5 separate regions of the Zea mays genome follow, and regions 1, 2, 3 and 4 are each linked to region 5. Evidence: chromatin contacts called from public Hi-C data. All regions are on one chromosome and are shown on one strand. Each heading gives the region's core, a stretch centred on a gene start, on an enhancer-like site or on the middle of the called end of the contact. The rest is flanking DNA. Distances are from core to core; before and after follow the strand shown. Region 1 holds the start of LOC100217109. Region 2 holds the start of LOC100277599. Region 3 holds the start of LOC103640187 (cation-transporting ATPase HMA5). Region 4 holds the start of LOC100281374. Region 5 holds the start of LOC100283185.

Region 1 (3,998 bases), core at 218-2,717, 310 kb after region 5:
CTCTTAAATATGTTGTACATATTTTAGTTTTGTTGAATCTATTCTTTAAAGTATTAAAATGGATAGAAGAGAGAGAGGAGAGAAAATCTCTATATATAGAGAACGGAGGACGAGAGAACGTTCTTTATATTTAGAATATCGTTTAAAGAATGTTGCTGAAGAGACATAAGAGGAGAATCTCCTCTAAAGCTTGTATGCATGTGTTTGCGGCGGATGCTAGATGGTATGCCCGTAGCCTGTTGTTAGTGAACGAAGATGTAAAATTGAAATCTAGCCTCATGGTCTGCTGTCACGTGCATTTGCTGTGCTCGATTATTTTACTCCAAGAGCATTTGCTTCTTCTTAAGGGCATGATTAATATAACATGCATATGACCGTATAAAACATTGTTTTGTATTGTGTTTACTGAGTGAAGTTTAAAAGATAGATATAGATGAGTAAGCTGTTGGAGATATACGAAGACTATTTCCAACCGTCTCTCTATCCCACCTTCTATTCCACCCATTATTTCAAACTTTATTCTGTAAACAATATAGTCCACAATGTAAAACAGTACAAACGACCATACACACGATCTGCTGCTATCCAACAGCTCTCCTATTCCAAACTTCAGTTGTAAACAAAGCTGTATTTTTACATGACCATATAGATATATAGCCAAGGGCGACCCTCGTGCGTAAGTGTCGTCAGCCTAGGCACGTAAGTGCGTCTGATTGATGCGGATTCTACCATTTCAACAACTCTAATTCCTCGTACCTGTTTGAGTACTTTAGTATTGACCACAATCCACATGTGTTAAGGCCAATTAGGATATAACTTAAACTAAATTATACCGTAATCCATCTCCACATGTATAGATTAGGGTTAATACTAGAGCACCAAAAAAAATCCTAAAAATCCAGCAAGATTCTCCTGTGCCAGAGAAAGTATATCAAAACCACCCGGAAGAGATTCTAGCCGCCGTCAACGCGTGCGCTGAGACGAAGCACACAAACACAGCTGTCAGGCTATCGCTTGCGCTAACATTAGTCTAATCATGAGCCGCTACCCTTTCCGTAGGCGACAATAATCGAAGCTTTCGATGCGGACAACCGCTGAGACGCAGAGTGTTAAGGGTGGTCCAGTACCATGGGGTATTATGCTTAACAGTGCAGCCATTTCCCAACTAAACACACCTCATCATCACGACCTGCACAACCACCTTCCGTTTCCACGTCGAGTTAAATATCTCCGTACCTCACTGCCACCGACGTCTGGGCCCGTGTCAAAGCCCAGAACACCACCCAGACGGCTTGCGCCCAGGCCAAACCCGAGCTGGGCGGCCTCAGTACGGACCTAGGCAGAGGCCTGGCCTGGCCTGGACCCGGAAGCGCCAGGTGGTGCTGCCAATGGGACGCACGCCCTCGCTCCGAGGAGAATTTAAGAACCGAGGGGAGAGAGGACTAGAGGAAAGAGAGAGGGGGAGGTCGACGAGACAGAGAGAGAAGGCCAAGAGGCTTCCTCTCCCCATTCCTCCCTTCCGTGCCCTAGCCGAGCCAGCCGCGAGGAAGGAGGCATCCCGCCGTCTCGCCTGGCGCCCGCCCGTCGGCCGACCTTCTGCCGCAGCTTCCAAGTGAGCGTCGGAATTTCTGTCCTTGATTCGCATGATCCGGTGTTTTCTTGGACCTCTCGCGGCCATCTTTGGAGGTTCTTTGCGCGTTCCTGTTTTCGATGTGGAATTGGGGTTTGGGGGACTGTCACCGCTATAAAGCTGCGGCCTGCCAGGCGCAAAATTGGGCTAGAGGAAAGAACGGACCTGAGCTTCGCTTCTTGCTGCCGCTGCCGCTGCCGCGGTATCTCTCCCTGCTCTCGTCGTCGATCTAGTTTTCTCAGCTGTTTCTTTAGTCCGAGTAGCTGTAGCGTATTTTTATGCGCGCTGTACTGGAGGGTATTTTACTTTCCACATTTTCACCTAAAAAGCGTTTAATTTAGTCTGACGAAAGATTGACTACTAAAAATAGCGCTCCTTTGAAAACCGTGTGTCTTCAGTCCGTGGTCAGACCGTGTCGGGGGATCGGCTTGGTTTGTTTCAAACCTTCTCGTCCGCGAATCTCTATTCCTCTATGCTCGAATCGCTTATGCTCCATTGCTCCATTTTGCTGCTTTGGATTACTTGTTCATCTTTGGGTACCCACCGGCCACCGCAAACAGTAATTTGCCTCTTTTTATTTAATTACAAACGAGTCACGGCCCTACCAAAGAACACGATGAAAAGAAGCCTACACTGTCAGATTCTAGTAAAAAGAAGTTCTGCTACTCTGTTTTTGAAAATTTGACAAAAGATTAGGAACACCATCATAGATCTGTTCTTTTTGTCCCCATAACTTGTTCACGGATGACCACCATTTTTGGGAACCGGTGTCCATCTTTTAGGTAAAAGCAAAGTACTTGAGGTGTTCAGTTTTGTGCTTGTATGTGTGGCTCTGATGGTACCCTTCAGATGTTCTGTCAAGAGCAATCCTGTACACAAGTCATTTCACTGTTTGCATTAAATCAATCAGAGGAATAGTTCTCATACAAAAGTTCATTAATATTCTCTTGAGCCTTATATTCCTAAGTTTCTAGGATCCTAGGTTGGCTTGAATATTGCCCTAGTCACAGTTTCTAGATATCGTTCTAGTTCTAGCCAAGAATATCTTGTAGGATCGTGAACCGTGATCATGATTTACATGCTACCCTCTCCTACTGTAATCGATTGTAAATAACTGCATGGCATATGATGTTTTATTATATAAAGATGTAATGTCCTTCATTTGTGCTATATGTTTATGTATCTTTTTTTTATCATATTTTATTTTTTTAGACTCATGTAAATTATTGTGTAATTATAGTGCTACTAGTGTTAGTTTTTTTCCTTCCCAAAATGTCATGTATTCATGACTGGGAGCTATTATTTTTAGAGTCTTGCAACATGTTAAATTATTAATTTGAGCATCGTTGATTCTATTTAAGATCTGGAACTTGACAACCTTTATCTGTAATACACTTAAATGATGATCAGATATAGCTTAGATCCCTATAACTTTAATAACTATCTCAATAATCCAAGATCCCCTGACCCAGCAGATCCTCGGTCCAACCACATGGTTCTTGAAGGTGGCCAGGGCTAAGCCAAAGAGGACATGTGTCAATGGCCTTGCAACTACCACTAGTTCAACCCAAGAAGTCTTACATTGTTGGCTACATGCCTACATCCTATGGCCACATGACACCTTAAGCCAGATGTTCGGTTACTCTTAAGTTATCCACAAGTTCTCATTGGCGCATTGCTTCACACAATCCGACAAATGGATGACGACCTTGGAAGTTTGAAATGGATGACGACCTTGGAAGTTTGAAACCGCTAATCGTCATGCTATTTTGCGACAAAAGAGTTAGTAGGACCCACCTATCCTTGGTATTAAAAGACTTTATTTATTCTAGAATGTCTAAAAGTTGTAAAATGGGAAGGGATTGCATAGCATTCACTGATTGATGTAGTAGTAGCACGACATCCTTCTTGTCGGTATATATATGCCCATTCACTACATGACACTTGTGCAAATAAAAGAAACACATGATACTTGTGAAGATCGAAAATAAGTTATCCAGTGGAACGAGAAGGTAATTGGATAGCATTCACTGCTTGCTGTATTTGTAGCACATCATCCTTATCCAATAGACATATACTTCTGGAATTTGAAAAAATACACGGTACCTGTGGAATTTGAAAAGATAAGTTCTCCAGTGGAATTGGTTTTGCTTGGTATTGGTAATTACAAGGTTACTGCCATCTTTCTGTTATGTGTTAATGGAAATAATTAGAATTAATGTAAGTCTGTCCATCTGGTCGAGTCCGGATTTTTTGAGATCTGATTTTTGGTTCTGCAATTTATGATTTGCTCCAACTTGGACACAAACCTCAGCATTCATTTAGTTGTCATCCCCTTTCTAATTAAGAAGTCATACTCATGGCTAAC
Region 2 (4,448 bases), core at 964-3,463, 280 kb after region 5:
AGCACCCAAGTTGAAAAGCCTCTGCTGTGCTGACTGACGAGTGACGAGCCAGGAAGGAGCATGAGAATGTGAGGGTCTGTTTGGTTGGGCTGTGGCTGTGGAAAAAGTTGCTGTGGGCTGTGAGCTGTGGAAAAAGCTGTTGTAGGCTGTGTGCTGTTAAAAAGCTAAAAATCGTTTGGTGGAAACCACTAAAAGTCGTTAAAAGTTCTTTGATATATGTTTTCACAGTTCCATCCAAAAGCCACTAAAAGCAGGTCTAGGGGTGCTTTCAGTTTTACACTACGAGAAAGTCGGCTTTTAGAAAAAGCTGCTTCCTAGATCCAGCCCTTTGGTTGGCTTTTGGCTTTTAGGGGGCAAAAGCCAAAGCCAAAAGCCAAACCAAACACACCGTGAGACGCACTGTTGAACGCCGCATATTCTGTGTCAACTGGAGGCCAATCAGCATCTGGGGTGCGTGGGTGACGTGTGCTTGCGCGCTGACCGGTCAAACTATTCGATGCTAAAGCAGAGTTTTGCAGTAGGCAGGCAGGCAGGCAGGCGCTGCGTGGGTGACTTGTGTTTGCACGCCGCAGTCAGGACAACACAGCAAAGTTGTTTAAACTCGTGTAATTAAACGCTCGGTGGCAATTTGGCATTGGCAGTTTGGCCTTGAGCTGTTTTAGAAAATCCATAAATGTAGCCCCTAGATCTAGATTTATGCGTGCTCCACGATTCATCGAGTCGAAATATTTAACTAAAAACAATAGTTAAAGATATTTTTTCTAGATTTAGAATACTTATAGCTGCATTAAACATGCCGTTATTTTTTACGGGTCACAACAACATTTTTAAGAGTACTAGCAGTGTAATAAGGCCTCGTTATATATACATATACAGTACATAGGTCCTTTTCCAAACATATAGAACTCTTAGTTAGCAGTTAAGATTAGTTGAGAAGTTTAGCACAGATCAGCTAATAGACCAGTTAATTGTTAGATATATATCTTTTTAATGTGTATTATTAGTTGGTAACTACTCTAACCCAACTAGAACCAGCTAACAACTTATTAGCTGACTAACTGTTACATCCTTGTTTACATAGATATTCTTGTAATCAGATAAACTTTATCTATTACAGTTCCAAACATCTTGGTTTCTCTATCTTGGATAGTGTGCTGCAAGAAAGAATCTCAATTATTTAACGTTAGGTTGAATTTTCTTGAATAATGTGCACAGTTTAGATTCTGGAAATGTGTTGGTTTCCAAACGAGGACCCAGAGTCCGGTGTCCAGAGTCCAGACAGCACACGTATGAGCATGACATGGCAAACAATCAGCACATGATGCGTTGACAGTGCTGTGAGCCTGTGACGGGCAGGCAGTGAAAGCAATCTGCTGACTTGACCTGGACTCGGTACGCATCACCTCGAACGGCATTCGCTGCGAGGACAAGTGCACATGAATGTGCCGTGCGCTGTTCGTGCTGCGCCCGCCACGTATCGTCGTCAGACGGACGGACCAGCTGCCTGGACGGTTGGACCTGGACGCGAAAGATGTCGCTCTTCCGGACGCAGGGCCCGAAGTACGGAACACGGCGTGCCGGCCAGCTAGCGAGTCCGGCGCGCGCCGCACCGCCCACCGACGGCTGCCGAGGTTCATGTTCCTCTTCCGCGTCCTCCTCTCCGCGCGGCCTCGGAACGCCCAAAACCTCGTTGCCTTGCCGACTGGCTCGTCGGGGCGCGTACTCCCGCTTCACGCCGGCCGATTCGCCAGCTGACAGACTGGTGACCCAACGGAACAGCATCCGGAGTAGAGTGATCTTGTCTTGTCACTTGCCAGCTCCCTTGATTCCTGGAGCTAAGCGCATGCATCTTGTTTGCCGCCGCTCCGAGCTCCATCCATTCCTAATCATGAGTTCATCCCCCTTTTAGATGCAACAAAAGGTACTAGGTCGAGTAGCCACGAAGAAGAGTGGTTGGAGCCATTATCCTGCCCAAAAAGAAGCGGAAAACACCACACCTACTCTACTGTCTACACTACGCTACACTGGCCCCCCGACTCGCCGCGCCGTATTTTATTCGCGCGACCACGTCCGGACCACATGGCACGAACGCGAAACCGCGCGCTGCCCACCAACACAACAGCGCGAACCACCACCCGCTCCGCTCCACTCGCTCCACTGCTCGGCTCGCTATAAAATCACACGGTCCCTCCGCCTCCACCACCGCTCGCAGTCGCCAAGATTCATTCACATTCGGCAGGCAGGGGGACACCAGCACTCCAGCAGTAAGCGTCGAGCGACCGAAGACCATGGCGGACGCCGGCAGCAGTGCCGCCGCGAGGAGGGCCCCATCGTCGTCCTCGCCCGGGGGGTGCGCGCCCGCGCTGGGGCGGCTGGTGCGGAAGCTGCGGCGGCAGAGCAGGCTGCTGTGCGCGGCCACGGGCGGGGCGCGCCACGCCGCCGCCGCGTCGTCGTCCGCGCGCTGCCGCCACCACCACCACCACCAGTACGACCCGCTGAGCTACGCGCGCAACTTCGACTTCGGCACCGCGCTGGAGGGCAACGAGGCCCACTGCTCCTTCGCCTCCCGCTTCGTGCTCGCAGCCCCCGCCGCGCGGCAGGCGCAGTAGTAGATCAGAGGCGGCCGAGGCCAGGGTCGTAGGTGCCAGTGCCACCCCGACGTCGGATGGAACGCACCCGCTTCGGGAGCTGGCTTTGCGTGCGTCCAAGCGCTGGTGGCGCGTCAGCCATTGGCTGTAGTAGCTGATAGCTAGGTAGTCTTGTAGAAGAAGTATCATCAATTAGTAATCTTGTAGCTGTGTGAGTATGTTCATATGCTGAGGCCTGAGAGGTGGCGATGGCTTGTAATCAAGGATCTGCCGCCGTACGTCCCTTGACGACTCCTCTTCCCGTGGTCGGAGGATGAGGGATCGGCCAAGAGGAAATGTTTCCATTCCGAAAGCTTACACGCCTAATGCTGCTTCATCCACAACAGCCCTCTCCATTGGCCGGCTCTTGAGTTTTTTTTTAATTTTTGTGTGGAATAATCTCTGCTACAGCATATTTTTGCTAAGCTGTGGACGAGAGTCGAGAGGGCAATTGGCATGCTGCAGATCCTTGGCCCTTGTCTGGATTAGTGAGTGCTAAACCGCTAGTAATTGTCGGTGGTACTCTGGCAGGCTGCTGCTCCAGTGGAGTCCAGACCAGTGACTGACGCAGTGATGCGGGGCGGCATGGTGGCGACCGGCATGACGGGGAGGCTGCGAGATGGGGCGAGGCTGGCAAGGTTTGATTGCATTGCATCGCATCCAGAGTTGTTGGTGGCTTGGTGCCACTGCAATTATTGCTTGCTCGCCGCCCCTGTGCCGCTACGGCAGTCACGGTCACCACCGCTCTGCCGCACCGCCGTGATTATTCGCATCCAACAAGGCTGCCCCCGCGTGTCCCTCGAGATGGTGCATGCACCGATCAACGGCGAGTCGCGGCGCGGCACTGCAGCAGGCAAGCGTAGGGTTTGGTGGTCGTACTACTTACTCCCTCTGTCTAGAATTACGGTGGAAGTACTAGCCTGGCAGTAGGTGGATTTTAGTACTAGTACTCTGTTACATCGATGACTGTAATTTTTTTAAAATAAATCTTATAAAATGTCTTACTTCCCGCTCTAATTTATAGTATCGAGCTATCCTCTTTCTCTCTCTCTCTTTTTTCTCTTGCCACGATGCAGCCTAGTTGTTGAGCTAAGATTAGAGCTGAAGATTATTTTGGCGCAAGCAGTATAATCTTATTTTGAAGGTCTTTGACTTTTGCATGTTCGTCCATTGAACTTGCAAACCCCGAACACCTCTCTGGCTAAACAGACTTATTGCTGCAAAGCCAGCAATTATACACGCCCATTTTGGGCTAAAAGGATGTCCTTTAGAGCAACTCTAACAGTTATGTAAATTTTAGTCCTCTAAACCATATATTTTAAAAGTTGCTAAATAACTTTAATAGTAAAAAATGTAAATTCTCCAATAGTTCTCTAAATATAGATTATAGTTTTATTTTGTATCTGTCCACATAAAAAATAAGTCACAAATGTTAACAGTTATCTTCATTATCTATATAATGCAGTCAACATTTTTATTTAGCGAGTTGCTAAATGGTTTCCAAATGTTAAGAGAAAATGGTGTTAGATGAGAAGTTGCTAAATTTAGGAAGTTCATTTAGAGAACTGTTGGAGAGAAGTTTTTATGTTAACTACCTAAATTATTAAATTAGAAAATCTTTTAGAGAACTACTGGAGTTGCTCTTAGATTTTTTCCTCCCACCCATGCCTTGTTCGCTCAATTCACCTCTAACCAAACAAGTCTTTAATCTGTTTCTAAATTTTGTTAAACCATTTTGCATTGAGCCCATAACTGTTTGTAGGTTTGGGAAGGTCTCGACAAGAGGAGCATCCGACGGATACGATTCCACATAAAAGAAAA
Region 3 (4,458 bases), core at 1,902-4,401, 340 kb before region 5:
AAAAAAATAATTAAGGTCGAATATTATGCTGCCTGCTGCAGACACATTAGACATGCCCTACACGCTATCAACTATTCCCTAGTGATAACATTAGCAAAGGTATCATCATTAAACATGCATTCTACCTATTCTGTTGGCGTAAACTTCATGTTGTAAGAAAAAATAAAGAGGCAAGACGAAAACTTACGCTGAGGAACAAGCTAGAACGTAGAAGGTTAAGCATTTTGGAGGCCTCCTGTGCATCATTTGAAGCCCCTCGAGTGTATGGATTCTGAACATGAGCTTTCAAACTCCCATTGCTTGTCATCTCAATTGTATCCACGATTGATCTGAGACCAACAGCTTCTGGATCGAATACAATCTCAACTTCTGAGAGAACACTATTTACACCAAATTGTCGCAAGCCATCTATTTTCTTAAGAATATCACTTAATAGTTCTACATCCCTCTCTGTGTGCAAACCAATCAGTCCCAGCAAAACCTTATCTTGCTCAGTACTCTGCAAGAATGCTGCTTCAAACCCAGCATCCTCGATGGCCTGAACAATTTCATCTTTGCTAATGGCAGAAGGAATATACTCAACTTCCCCTAATGAGGTTGCCAAGGCAACGACTGCTCCTTTAACACCAGGTAGCTTTTTTAAGATACCCTCAACCGAATTTACACAATTGGCACATGTCATTCCCCCTATCCTGAATTGTGCTGATAAAGTCTTCTGTGATTTAGGCTGAGAGACAGCAGATTCAGGGATAATTTCTGCTTCAAATCCAGCATCTTCTATCGCTTCAATTATATCCTCTACCTGAAAATGTAAGTCACCAGAAATAAAGATGTGTTTATTGAAGTGACCAAAATAAGCTAATTGATTGGATGTGAAACCAAACACCTCTCAGGAGTTAGTCATATAAACTGGAGAAGGCTTTAGTATATGTGGATGTGGAAGAACATGCATGCAGATCACATCACATGCATTGTTAGGTGTCTTGCCATTTAGCTCAAACGCGATGCAGTAGGACTCAAAAGTGAAAATATGTGAGCCAAGTAAACATATTGGACATCATTATTAAAATAAAACTAGCATAGTGGCATAGTTTAATAGATTATGTACATCTATTATTTTCCACAGGAATAATGAACTTCATGGCTAAAATGGCTTCTCTGTTAACAAAGACTGAAAATGTAGATCTCCTGTTGACACATAGTGAAACAAAGTACATAACAATGTGTAAGCTACCGTACATAACTGGAGTATTGGACATCATAGAAGATTGCATGCTAATATAATATATTAGCTTTTAGTTCCCAAGTAATGGTGTGTTTTTGAGAAGTTAGTAACTATGCCAGGAGTGGTCCTACAAGAATGTACAAGATTGCTTAGGTCCATAGCTTAGGAGGTGTTTGTTTGGGATTATAATTTGCCTAGATTATGTAATCTCATTAAAGTTCAAAATAAATGAGATTATATAATCTAGGCAAATTATAATCCCAAACAAACACATCCTTAGGCCCTGTTTGGTTCCATTAGTACTAAAACTAAAGTTGGAACTAAACTTTAGTCCTTACCCTGTTTGGTTGTAAGGACTAAATAAATTCTAAATATATTAAATGCAACACATAAAGACTCAAATACTTTTTTTCTTATTTCACGCCGGTTTTCTAGGCAAGGGCAATTAGAATAAATGTTGTCTTTTAGTCCTTTTTAGCAAACCCATGTGAGGGACTAGAAACTAAAGTCAATTAGTCCTTCCGATCTGGCAAAATAGGGATTAAAAAACAGGAACTAAAGATAAGTCCCTCTAACCAAATGGCCTTAGTAGCTATTCGTCCACAATACCATATTTAGCGTGCCACAACAGAATGGTGCACGAAACACACTCAGCTTCGCTGTTATCGTAGCAAAGTAAAATCTCGCCCCTTCTCTTTTGTGTAACTTTCCTGAACTGAAAGTTGAGTTCAGCATTTCTTTCCCCATGAAAGACATAATCAGCAGCTCGTTAGCTCAACTACCAATCCAAAGTGATTGTAGTACACCAAGAGCCCCATTTCCCCTGGTACCATGACTGCTTCAGCGCGTGCCAGCTTTGAGCTTTCGATGCCCACGATGCACAGGCGATCGACAATCACGAGCTTCCAACGAAGGTACAGCTCACCAAATCACGAAAGCCAAAAGGAGCAAAAACTTTTAGCATCGTAATAGCCAATCTTATAACTCCTGATTTCTCAGAGTTTATACAGCATTTACTCCACCAACCAAATCAGAGGTCGATGAAACAATACCACCCAAGCGAGTTTTGTACAAGGCAAGGCACTCTCAATTCAAGCAAAAAAAAAACGCCCATATGCAATTCACTCAATAGCACGAAGCAAGTGCTCGACACACACGCGATTCAGTTTCGTATTCTGACACGCAAAAACGCAGACGCAGTCCAACCATCGTCAAACACGAACAAGTTACCCGGAAAAAACGCAGACAATTCAAAACAAAAATACCACCACGCAAGCGTACGGGAGAGCTCCCAACTTCCCACGGAACCGCACGAGCCTCGCGTCCACTCAACGGTTGCGAGTACGCAAGGATCGCATCGCCCGTCGAAATACGCCACACCAAAGCGAGGAGAGGAGCACCGGTAAGCACCTTGGCCAGCGCGGGATCGAACATGACGTGGGCGCGGTTCTGGAGCAACGACACGGCGACGCGCCTCACTCCGCGGCGCGCGGAGACGGCGGCCTCGACGGCGCTGGTGCAGGCGGAGCACGTCATGCCGGTGACGCGCACGTGCGCCTCCGCAGCCTCGGCGCCCGATGCACCCGGCAGCGGCAGCCCCATCTCCTCGTCGTACGAGTCGAGCAGCGCGACGTCCTCCATCTCGTCGCCGCGCCCGCCCGCGGCGGCCGGCCGGGCGCCGGCGACCGCTGAGAGCTGCAGGTGGGCCATGCCCGTCAGACGCAGGGGGTGGAGCAGCGGGGTAGGAATATTTGGTGGGAGGCGAATTGCGAGGAGCCGAGGAGGGGCTAGTTTATATATGTAACCGGGAAAACAGGCGGCGGTCGTGGGCCAAATTGCGGTGGTTTGCAGAGCACGCGGGTCTTTGTAGATATGTGTATGCGCTTTTGGATTCCCTCCATACTCTTAGTAATATAAAATCAGTTCTAAATCTTAAATTTCTATAGCAGAGCTTTATAGTTTAAGAGTAAGCTTCCTTTTTCTTCTTTTAAAAAATATTGATTTGGATTTTTCTCCAACTTTTAAAGCTAACGTTTAAAAGTGTAAATCTAAATAAACCCTCATTACTCTTTACTTTTATACATTTTATACATTGGTATCTTCGTAGATTTATGTGGGAGAGGCAACTTTCCCATTTGATCTCTTCCTTTTTTACTTTTCAGGTATCTAAGACGGCTTATCTCTTTCGTCTGACTTGGTTTCATGTCTGACGGGTTTGTGGAATTCAGACGTCAGCATTGCAAAGCACTCTTCCATGTCAACCTAGAATTCTAGGTGCAGCTGCATAATTGTATATTAGTTAGACGTATGTGCATTGCTACGATAAACCTTATTTACATATATTTTTTGTTTTTTTATAAAATATGTATGTTTTATTAGTTAGGTAGATGTGGATATGGAGCCAACTAAAAGGTTTAAACCTCCACTTATGCATAAGATCACGGTTTTGGTATAGCTCATGAGCCCAAGTGGATAATGGTAATTTTGTCTGTTTTAGGCAAAAACACAGTCTTGATCTAGCTCACGTGGATGGTAATAGTTGTGTGTTTGAAGCAAAAGCAGAGCTTCGGTCTAGCTCACGTGGATAATGATACCTGACAAGATCATTTCTATTTTAAGGTTAGTTTGTGAGCCCTTTTTTCCAAGGTTTTTCATTTTCTAAGGGAAATTAGTTTATTTTCTCTTAAGGCTAGTTTAGAAACTCAAATCTCTTTTAAAATTGAAGGGATTGGAAAGAAAATTAGTTCATTTTCACATCAATCTTCTCCAATCCCGAAGGGGATTTGAAGTTTACAAAGTAGCCCTTAGGACTGATTTGGTGACCAAGAATCATAGGGGAATTAGAGGGATTGAAGGGGGAATTAGTTTATTTCCCCCTCAATCTCCTTCAATCCTCCCGTGATCTCATTGTCACCAAATTAAATAGGATTCTTTTGGGAAAATAGTTTCTTGTTGATTTTTTTTTCATTTCTTATTTTTTAAAAGAAATAAACGGTGTTGGACAATTTACGTGGGAAAGCGAGCGCGGTGGTTAAGAAGAAACATGTTGTCTGTTTTGTGTGTTGTTTAGAATTTTGAAGCGTGGCTATCCATGTGGAGCGGAGGGAGAAGTTGAGCTAAACCAGCTTTCCACCGGTAGGTCGTCAGCGAAACAGCTATACATATACGTTTTTTTATTTAGCCTTGCTTCGACCAGATTCATGCGAAAAGTGAGACCCTGACTTCAAAGTCCA
Region 4 (4,242 bases), core at 451-2,950, 400 kb after region 5:
CAACGACTAGAAATGAAGCCAAGTTCTCAAATGACAGCCTTCCAGCAATCCACCCTTCCTCAATGGGAAGGAATATAAACTTAAACACCGAATTCATAGAGAGCAGATACAATACAACTACCAATGTTCTTCAGTTCTTCGTTCCACGCACAGCTCTCAGAAGGTCATTCAGAACCAACGGGGAGCTTGTCATCAGATGCTTGTAACCCTCGGTCACCATGACGGCATCAAGGTTTGCAGCGATGAACTCAACACACCAAGCCTTGAGCTTTGGGCAACCGTGCTGCTCTGCCAGCGCCAGAGTCGTCGCTGCTGTCTCCACTGTGGTGCCACCGCAGAGCTTGTCCTCGCACATCGATTTGAGCTTGTCGAGTCCATATCTGTCCGCAGCTGCAAGCAGATGCTGCGCGATGACGTCGCCGTTCTCCTGCCGCTCAAGCTCGGGCACCACGTCGGTGTACATGAAGCGAAGCATGGCCCCGAATACGGCCGCCTCCATGTCCATGATCTCCACCCTCTGCGACTGCGAGTGCGTCTCCTTCATGGGGCCAAAGAACTGGGCCATGAAAACCGGGGACCTCGATGCAAGTATGGCCTTGTGCGCTGCGAAGGACTCACCGCAAACCACCAGCACGACATCGGATCCGGTTCCCTTGCCCAAGAGCTCACCGAGATCATGGTGCAAGGAATGCACGCCCGTCAATCGCCGAATTCGGGGCAAGACGGCGTTAGTCTTTGCTGTATCAGGTTCAGGTAGCTCGGTGACCACCGTGATGGTACATTCGGCAGTGAGAGAGTCGTTCTCGATGACCCGGGCCGCCTCCACAACATTCCTTTTGCGGAGCGGAATCCATCCCGAGCTCTCCTTCGCCCGCTTGAACGCATGAGACATCTGACCTTCCACGTTCCCCATTGAATCGCTGACGCACGCACCGCGTTGATGACCGTAGTTGGTGGAAGGATACAGCAGCCGACATCTGAACGCCGCCTTCACGTCGTTCCGACGCGGCGCGCCGAGGAGGACGAGCCTGAACGCTATCATGTAGCTGCCGTCGACGAGGAGGCTTGGGGTGTAGTGGACCTCCCACTCGTACCCTCCCACGGCCAGCCGCTTGGACGGGAGCGAGTCCGTCCTCGCCATGGATTTGGTAGCCGAGTAGCCGTTGATCTTAAACTGGTGCACGATGCAAGCGGCGTCGGTGAGGTTCGATAAGGAGGATCCCATGGATGGCGTTACGAACTACTTGTGCTGCACGGGCGAGAGACGGGCATGGGCATCAGAAAACAGCAGGAAAATCCGGTAGTGAGAAGCTCACATTACCAGCCCCAAGAATAAGCCTAATCGATCTGAAAAAGTCTCGAGTGGATCCGTTTCAACAAGTGCGACACTAAAAAGAGGTCTCCATTGATTGATCTAACATGTTTCGATTTCGTCTGAAAAACAGGACAGTTGACAGAAGTACAGAACCTGGGGTTTATCTGCTTGCTTCCACTTCTACACTCTCCGATGGCGGCGGGACGGAACCATCAGTGAGGATGGCGGATGGCGTGCGGCCTCACCCTCACCGTCACCAGCGCAGGCGGGGCACGTTCGCTCACCTCGATCTGGTCGGAGGCCTGGGTCTGTTGGTCGTCAACTCGTCAATGGGCGGAAGGAAAGCGTGTGAAATGGGGAAAGCAAGGTGAAAGTGGGCAAAGAACAGGGATGACAACAGATCGATCTGCAACTATATCCAAGGTTGTATTTAATTATATCAGCGGGTAGAAATTCATATCCATGTCTATATCGATCGGGTTTTCGATGGATTTCGGATATCCATCTAATATAATATACACAATCATTTTTAACAATTTAATAGCACGATTAATCAAAATCTTTCCAATTCACAATCATACATAATTAAAAACTTAATAAAATAATTATTATGGGTTGTGGGCTACGATTAGGGACACTAGAGATTGGAATTGATAGTTGTCAGCCAGTTACCAGCAATGCTATAACCTATGGGACATAGAAAGAAGCACGAGGCACAGTGAAGGAAGCCAGCAAGGTGTGAGCAACAAAAATGGGAAGGAGTTGCTGGCGTCAAGGGCGACAACGGGAGGCTCTATGGATGAACCTACAAGCCAAGGTGGGCACGGCAAGGAGCCGTGGAGCACGGAAAAGGATGCCGAATGCAAAATATATTGGGCCACAATGGGCCTTGTAAGCTAATCGTTGTGAGGCCGAGTGGAATGGTAGCCCAGCAGACGTGTCGCAGAGTGCAGCACTCGTGAGATAGTACTTGAGACCTCTGACGAAACTGAATGGGTTATGCAATAACTGAAAAACAACACTACCATTCTCCTGTTCTTCTTCTCCAAGTATCTTCTTCCCTTTCCTTCTCTACCTACTCTCTCGAAGGTTAACATTTGATATCAGAGTAGTTCATCCTGGAGGACCTACCACCAATTCCGGGTCGTCGACCACGCTCGACACCAACCCTAGCCATGGATGCTACGATGCAGCGTGTGCTCGACCAATTGGTGCAGATGGGGGCCAACTGGCGCAGATGGAGGGTCGCCTCACCGATGCGATGGTCGGCCAATGCGGCGACTTAGAGCAGCGGTTCGTCGAGGTTGAGCAGAAGTCGGAGGCACGATTCATCTCTCTCGAGATGGATCTGGCGCAGTTCGATGGCTGGCGTCCGGAGGTCGAGAAGAGGCTCGACAACATTGCGCTAGAAATCTCTTGGGCAAACAAGTTCATGGAACGTGGATCCATGGCATTAGATTTCGCCAAGCCTGGTCTCATTTCCTCCTCGATGGTGGCAATTGGGCGTCCACCTGCTGAAACCCACAGCGTCGATAGGCCTGATGGCACCCGCTTCGATGATTACCACCGGGAGCGTGGGTCTGGGCGAGTTCCACCCCAACCCCATGGCCCGGTCAAGGGTAAACTTCCTGAGTTTTCCCATCCTGATTTTACCGTGCGCAATGAGTTTCACATAGATGTTGAGGGATTTGGGGTTCCTGAGGGAAATCATGAGGGTTGGGGCAACCTGCCACGTGTGAATTTGCCTTGCTTCAACGGAGATAATCCTCAACTGTGGAAATCACTCTGTGAAAATTACTTTGACATGTATGAAGTACATCCAACTAGGTGGATCAGGGTAGCCACTATGCATTTTTTGGGTAGAGCTACAGGATGGCTTCAGTCTATCCAGCGTCGCGTCCATGGTTGGTCGTGGTCTGAATTTTGTTCTCAAATTCAGGACCGCTTCGGGCACGACCAGCACGAGACCTTGATTCACCAGCTATTTCATATCAGGCAATCGGGCTCGGTTGTTGAGTATGTGGAACGATTTTCCATGCTTGTTGATCATTTGTCCACATATGAGTCCCGTGCAGATCTGTTATACTACACTATGGATATGTTTGGTTGCCTGGCCCAGTGCACGGCCAGGCCCATTTGAATCAATGCCGCCATGTTTGGTTGCCTGGCCCATCTTGGGGGGGCCTGGCTGAGATGAGCCCTATGCGATATTGTGGCCAGGCCCATTTTGAACGCAGATATTTCCCTTCACGAGTGAGCCTGGCCGCCGCGGCTCTAGGGTTAACTCACAGTCTCTCCTCTCGCGACTCGCAGCCGCCGCCGCCGCCGCGGCTCTCGCTCTCTCCTCTCGGGTTCACTCGCTCTCGCCTCTCGGGTTCACTCGCAGTCACCGTGCTCCCTCGCTGCCGTCATCTCTCTCGACCCATGGTGACGACACCGTGCCCGCGGACGAGCTCGATCGGCTTCTCTGTCGATCTGCTTCGCTCTCGCCTCTCGGGTTCATCTGCTTCGCTGTCGGCGACGAGAGGTTAGCCCCTTTCTTGGCTGCTCATCTACTTTCATCTGCTTTGTCTTCTCATTTGATTTCATTTGCTTCGCAAGGATCGCTCTCCTACGACCTCGATCGGTTCTCAGCTGCGAGTGAACCCTAGTTGTGTGGTCTCCCTCTTCTCAGGTTTGATCGCTCTCCTACGACCTCGATCTGTTCTCAGCTGCGAGTGAACCCTAGCTGTGTCGTCTCCCTCTTCTCAGGTTAGTACCCCTCTAGATCTTCTCTTCTCGTTTGTCCTCCTAGGTCCCCCGATTACTGATCTGTTGTCTTGCTGTTGTAGATTACCGAACTGTTGTCTTGCTGTTGTTTCTAGATACCAAACTGTTGTCTTGTTGTTGTAGATTCCTCGTAAAATTCTAGATCTAATTAGTTTCAT
Region 5 (4,287 bases), core at 1,485-3,984:
GGCACGACCAGGCCCGGCGCGTGCTTTGACCACGCTTGAAACCATGATTGGTTACCTGTACTTAATCGGCGTAGCCTGCACAGGCGGACGCAGCCTAGGTAGGAAACGACCCATAACCCTGCATGGGCGGAGACGCGAGCGCGCGGCCTTCTCTACCGACCTAGGCTGGCTCACGCCAAGCACATCAGCAACCAACAACCAATCACGTCCTCTGTAGGTTTCAGGCCCGATTTTCCTTAAAACTGGGCCAATTCTATTATTCTTCTTAAATGAAAGGCAGAGCTCCTGCCATTATGTTCAAAAAAAGGAATGCTACAACATATCTACCTATCGGGCTTTGGGGAAAATGTCACATATGTGTATATGTATGCGCTCAATACCGATATCGGTATCCATGCTTCATAGCATAACAGGCAGCCTGGTTCTAAACAACTTCAGTAATGTAGTAACAACATTGATCAAACATAACAAAATCTAATTTCGCACAATTGGTTACAAGTCGTGAGAAATGGCTGAAGCTAAGGGTCTCTCCTTTCTTGCCGGTAGAACTTGACAAAAATCTAGAGACCCTTTGCTTTAGACTTCTTTAGGAGGGAATTCTTGTATCTGGGTCCATTTTGGACCTTCTTATTTCTTCTTAATATAATGATGCGCAGCTCTCCTGTACGTTGAGAGAGAAAAAAGTCGTTCGATCATGATTAAATCGGCCAAGTCGGACTGGAAGTAACGATTAGGGCTACTAGTCGTCCAATCGTCTGACTAATCAGCTTGTAATCATGATTATTGATTAGTCATCCGACTTGGAAAAGACAACGACCAGAATTAGTTTAGTTTTATTTGGGCTGCCTATTTTCGGCCTGACTATAAGGCATATGAAAACGGCAACCCCGCCCCCCTCTAAACCCTTCACGTAGCACACGACTCTTCAGTTCCTTGCACTGGCGGCTGGCTTCCCTCTCGCCCCCTCCTCTTCAGATCTGCCTGGCGGCTGCTGATCACCGGTGGTGGTTCATCCTCCATCTGTCCATCTCCATCATAAGCAATTCATTTGAAGGTCTGTACTAGTAACTGGTGATCAAAACTGCAAACGGTGGCAATTTCAATGTTTCTTGTTTCCTTCTAGGCTGCTCCTGGTTTTAGAATTTTATTTTGCACAGTTATTTATTTATTTAAGAAATGCTAAAACATCTGTGTATCTGTATCCGCTCGATACCAATATGCATTTCCGTATACATGCTTCATAGCATAACAGGCAACCTGGTTGTGAACAACTTCAGTAATGTAGTAACAACATTAAATCTAATTTTGCACAGATTTCACCTGAATTTAAATTTGTGATGCTAGAAAGGCAGTATGTAACCTGAATCGGTTAGTCAGAACCAATAGTTAGAGGTTAACTGGTTAAGCATCGGAAACAATACCACACCAGTCTGCAATTATGACTGTATAGCAGAGATCTTAAAACTGGTATAGTGGACTAGTGGTAAATGTGGCGGTGATGAAGAAGCAGCAAACTGCGACTTTGCATACTAATATTCCCATACGTTAGTGCTTACTTAATGTTGCATAAACCCCAGATCCCGATAGACTTAGGCACCCTGATAGACTTAGGCATGTTTATCCATTCCTAGATGCTCAAGCCATTGAGCAAGTCTTGCGTGCGCACGACCAGGAAGACTGGGCATCGTGCGCGCCATGGTGACACTCCACTGCATGGGACATGATCACCATTACCTCCAGCTTTGTAGCATGTTTAGTCACTGCATTGCATAATATAGGAGAAAAAACCAGAACAGCTGCAAGGCATTGCACAGCACAAGCTCTCAGTACACACACTCGCGTTTGTGTTCTTCCAGTTAGTGAACTTACGTTTGTGTTCTTCACTGCTTCAGAAACCTCACCACGGCTAACACTTAACAGCCAATTTCTAGCATATCGCAGTAGCAGTGAAATCTAAATTTGCAGACTTACCAATTCAATGTCAACTTTGTACACCGGTATCTTGGGATACTGGCTGCTCAGCTTTGATACTAAAGGTGCGATCGCCCTACCTGCAGTGCGGCACAATCACACAACAAAATTATGACACAAATGAATGAAGCCCTATACTTGGCAACGCTGGCATCAGAATGAGGCAGTACTTACATGGTCCACACCACACCGCCGTGTAGTAAAAGACAGCTGGTAGCTTTTCATCTGCAAGATCCACAGGGATCACAGTTCACAGCCAGTGAGGCACAAGAGAACGAACGAACCATCGAACCACCATGACCCAATTCGTCACCCAACACCAGACGTACCAAGGAGGCAAGGACTAACTAGCATCTAGCATGGTTTGGAAATGGGAGAGGAGGAAATCGGCGCCGTACCTTGCACCTTGGAAAAGATGCTGTTGAAGGAGTCCGCGGAGCCCACGACCACCATGCTTGAACCACCTGAAACAGCCAACCCAAAAAGCCGTAAGTCCCCGAGAGCCGCACGAAATGGAGAGGGGGGCATGGGCGAGACGAAAGGAGGATCGAGTCATCGAGAGGAATACTCGTGGAAGAGAAGAGGCGATGGGGGCCCGGAAAAGCGGGCGGCGATGACGACGAGAAGGAGGGGGCGAGGGGCGCGGGGTTAGGGTTCACGGCGAAGGGGAGGTGATGAGGTCTTGGGGCGGCGGAGGCGGATGCAGACGAGACGAGGGGAAAGAGGCGAGGGAGACGGCAGAGTCGGCGAGCCATACTGCAGAATGCGGACGTGGAGCGGTCGGCGCCGTTAAGGCCTGGACTCCTCGACGATTGGTCAACTGGGCCTCCACTACCGTTAAGGCCTGCTTCCACCGTCCAACTACTCTGAGCTCATGGGCCGAAGTAAATTGGATGGTGGTAGGGATGAAAGTGGTGTGGATATGTTTTCTATTTACAGTCATCTAGAGTCTCAAATATATATTTTAAAATTCATATATTTTGAGATTTAATTGTTTCAAAAAAATTAGACTATCTCTATTGATGGTACATCCTATACTAAAGTTGTAGCGCTTGATAAAATTTTAAACTTTATAGTTAAAGTTTTTTTTATCTGAGTTCGTTTAGTAGCCAAAAATATTTAATGCAAGATTACGGAACGTTGATACAAAACAATATCATTATATATGGACATAAATATGTGTGGGGTGCAAACGGTACAGATGAGGGAGCGTTGAATGATTAGCAGCCGTGTTAAGTTGGAAACTCGATTCAAGCGAAGGTTGCATTAACATGACCAACTAATCTTTATATATGCTCGGTTTACTGTGAACCGTACACTAGTTTAAACATGAAGTGGTAGCATGTCATCTATTTGACCATAGGATAATCAGGTGGAAGTCGGGCATGTCGATCTTCCCAATTTATCTCAGGCATGATGGTTACCTAGAAGTATTTGATGGACGACATTTTTTCTGCGCCACGGCCTTTCCTGCCGTCTGCTGGCCACCTCAAGCTAGCACAGATCAGCCACTGGCTAGTATAGATGTCCAAACAGAGTGCGGGCCGCCCGTTTAATTCGTGGCACGGCACAAATTTAGCCCGGTCCAAACACGGCCCGGCACGGCCCGTTTAGCGGGTCAGGTATGGGCAGATACGACGGTCCGCGTGATTTGGCCCGGCCCGGCACGATAAATAGGTCGGCTCAACGGCGGCCCGCGTATTTGAACACAAATGCAGTGTAGCGCAGGCTCAATTCAATTAAATGGGTCGGGACTGTTATTTCATATTTGTATATAAATACATACATTTAACAGATAAATATATACATTACTCAGCCTGCTAAATGATCAATACTAAATACGCAGAACAAATGCATGAGAACAGTCCAGCCAAACATAATATAAATGCATTGATAAATACATACATTTAATTCTCTCATAATATATAAATATTGATACATTTAATTCTAAGCAGAATAAATGCATACATAAATACAGACGCAGGCTGAGTGATCATTTCATATTTGTATTAATATGATATTATCTTGTGAATTGATAAATGAATTTTGTTGTCTTAATATATGTAAATAATATGTTATGATATATGATTAATTCTGTTAAATATATGTATTTATATACTGCTCTACTGTTGGTTCGGGCCAGTGGCCGGCCCGGTACGTTGAGGCCCACCGGACCAACGGGCCGGCCCAGCACGATTTTTCCCTTTGCGTGCCGGGTTTGGGCATGTTCCTAGGCACGTGGGCCAGCCCGACCCAGTCCGAAGCATCAACGGGTCGTGCCTAGCCCGACCCTATTTGTACCGGGCCGAAACAGGT

The links. Hi-C and Micro-C count contacts between places; a contact is called where the count stands out from the background.
Region 1: a Hi-C map of leaf shows a contact between it and region 5, with 8 times the contacts expected there. The contact joins the promoter of LOC100217109 here to the promoter of LOC100283185 in region 5. A contact is called at or near these places in 9 of 25 Hi-C or Micro-C datasets (bundle sheath, ear, leaf and 2 more).
Region 2: a Hi-C map of ear shows a contact between it and region 5, with 2.6 times the contacts expected there. The contact joins the promoter of LOC100277599 here to the promoter of LOC100283185 in region 5. A contact is called at or near these places in 2 of 25 Hi-C or Micro-C datasets (ear and tassel).
Region 3: a Hi-C map of ear shows a contact between it and region 5, with 4 times the contacts expected there. The contact joins the promoter of LOC103640187 here to the promoter of LOC100283185 in region 5. A contact is called at or near these places in 8 of 25 Hi-C or Micro-C datasets (bundle sheath, ear, endosperm and 3 more).
Region 4: a contact with region 5 is called in a Hi-C map of leaf, with 5 times the contacts expected there. The contact joins the promoter of LOC100281374 here to the promoter of LOC100283185 in region 5. A contact is called at or near these places in 4 of 25 Hi-C or Micro-C datasets (bundle sheath, leaf and tassel).

What each region holds. Positions count from the first base shown.
Region 1 is chr9:115,238,445-115,242,442 of Zm-B73-REFERENCE-NAM-5.0, forward strand. LOC100217109 reads left to right here and starts at 1,468. Exons shown (of 2, transcript NM_001143478.1): 1 at 1,468-1,612.
Region 2 is chr9:115,205,746-115,210,193 of Zm-B73-REFERENCE-NAM-5.0, forward strand. It overlaps LOC100277599, which reads left to right and starts at 2,214. Exons shown (of 1, transcript NM_001151114.3): 1 at 2,214-2,954. The coding sequence starts at 2,289. The coding sequence ends at 2,609.
Region 3 is chr9:114,582,682-114,587,139 of Zm-B73-REFERENCE-NAM-5.0, forward strand. It overlaps LOC103640187 (cation-transporting ATPase HMA5), which reads right to left and starts at 3,152. Exons shown (of 9, transcript XM_020543877.2): 1 at 2,636-3,152; 2 at 188-802. The coding sequence starts at 2,935.
Region 4 is chr9:115,321,933-115,326,174 of Zm-B73-REFERENCE-NAM-5.0, forward strand. LOC100281374 reads right to left here and starts at 1,701. Exons shown (of 1, transcript NM_001154292.2): 1 at 47-1,701. The coding sequence starts at 1,225. The coding sequence ends at 131.
Region 5 is chr9:114,924,397-114,928,683 of Zm-B73-REFERENCE-NAM-5.0, forward strand. It overlaps LOC100283185, which reads right to left and starts at 2,735. Exons shown (of 7, transcript NM_001156087.1): 1 at 2,540-2,735; 2 at 2,370-2,435; 3 at 2,146-2,196; 4 at 1,972-2,051. The coding sequence starts at 2,726.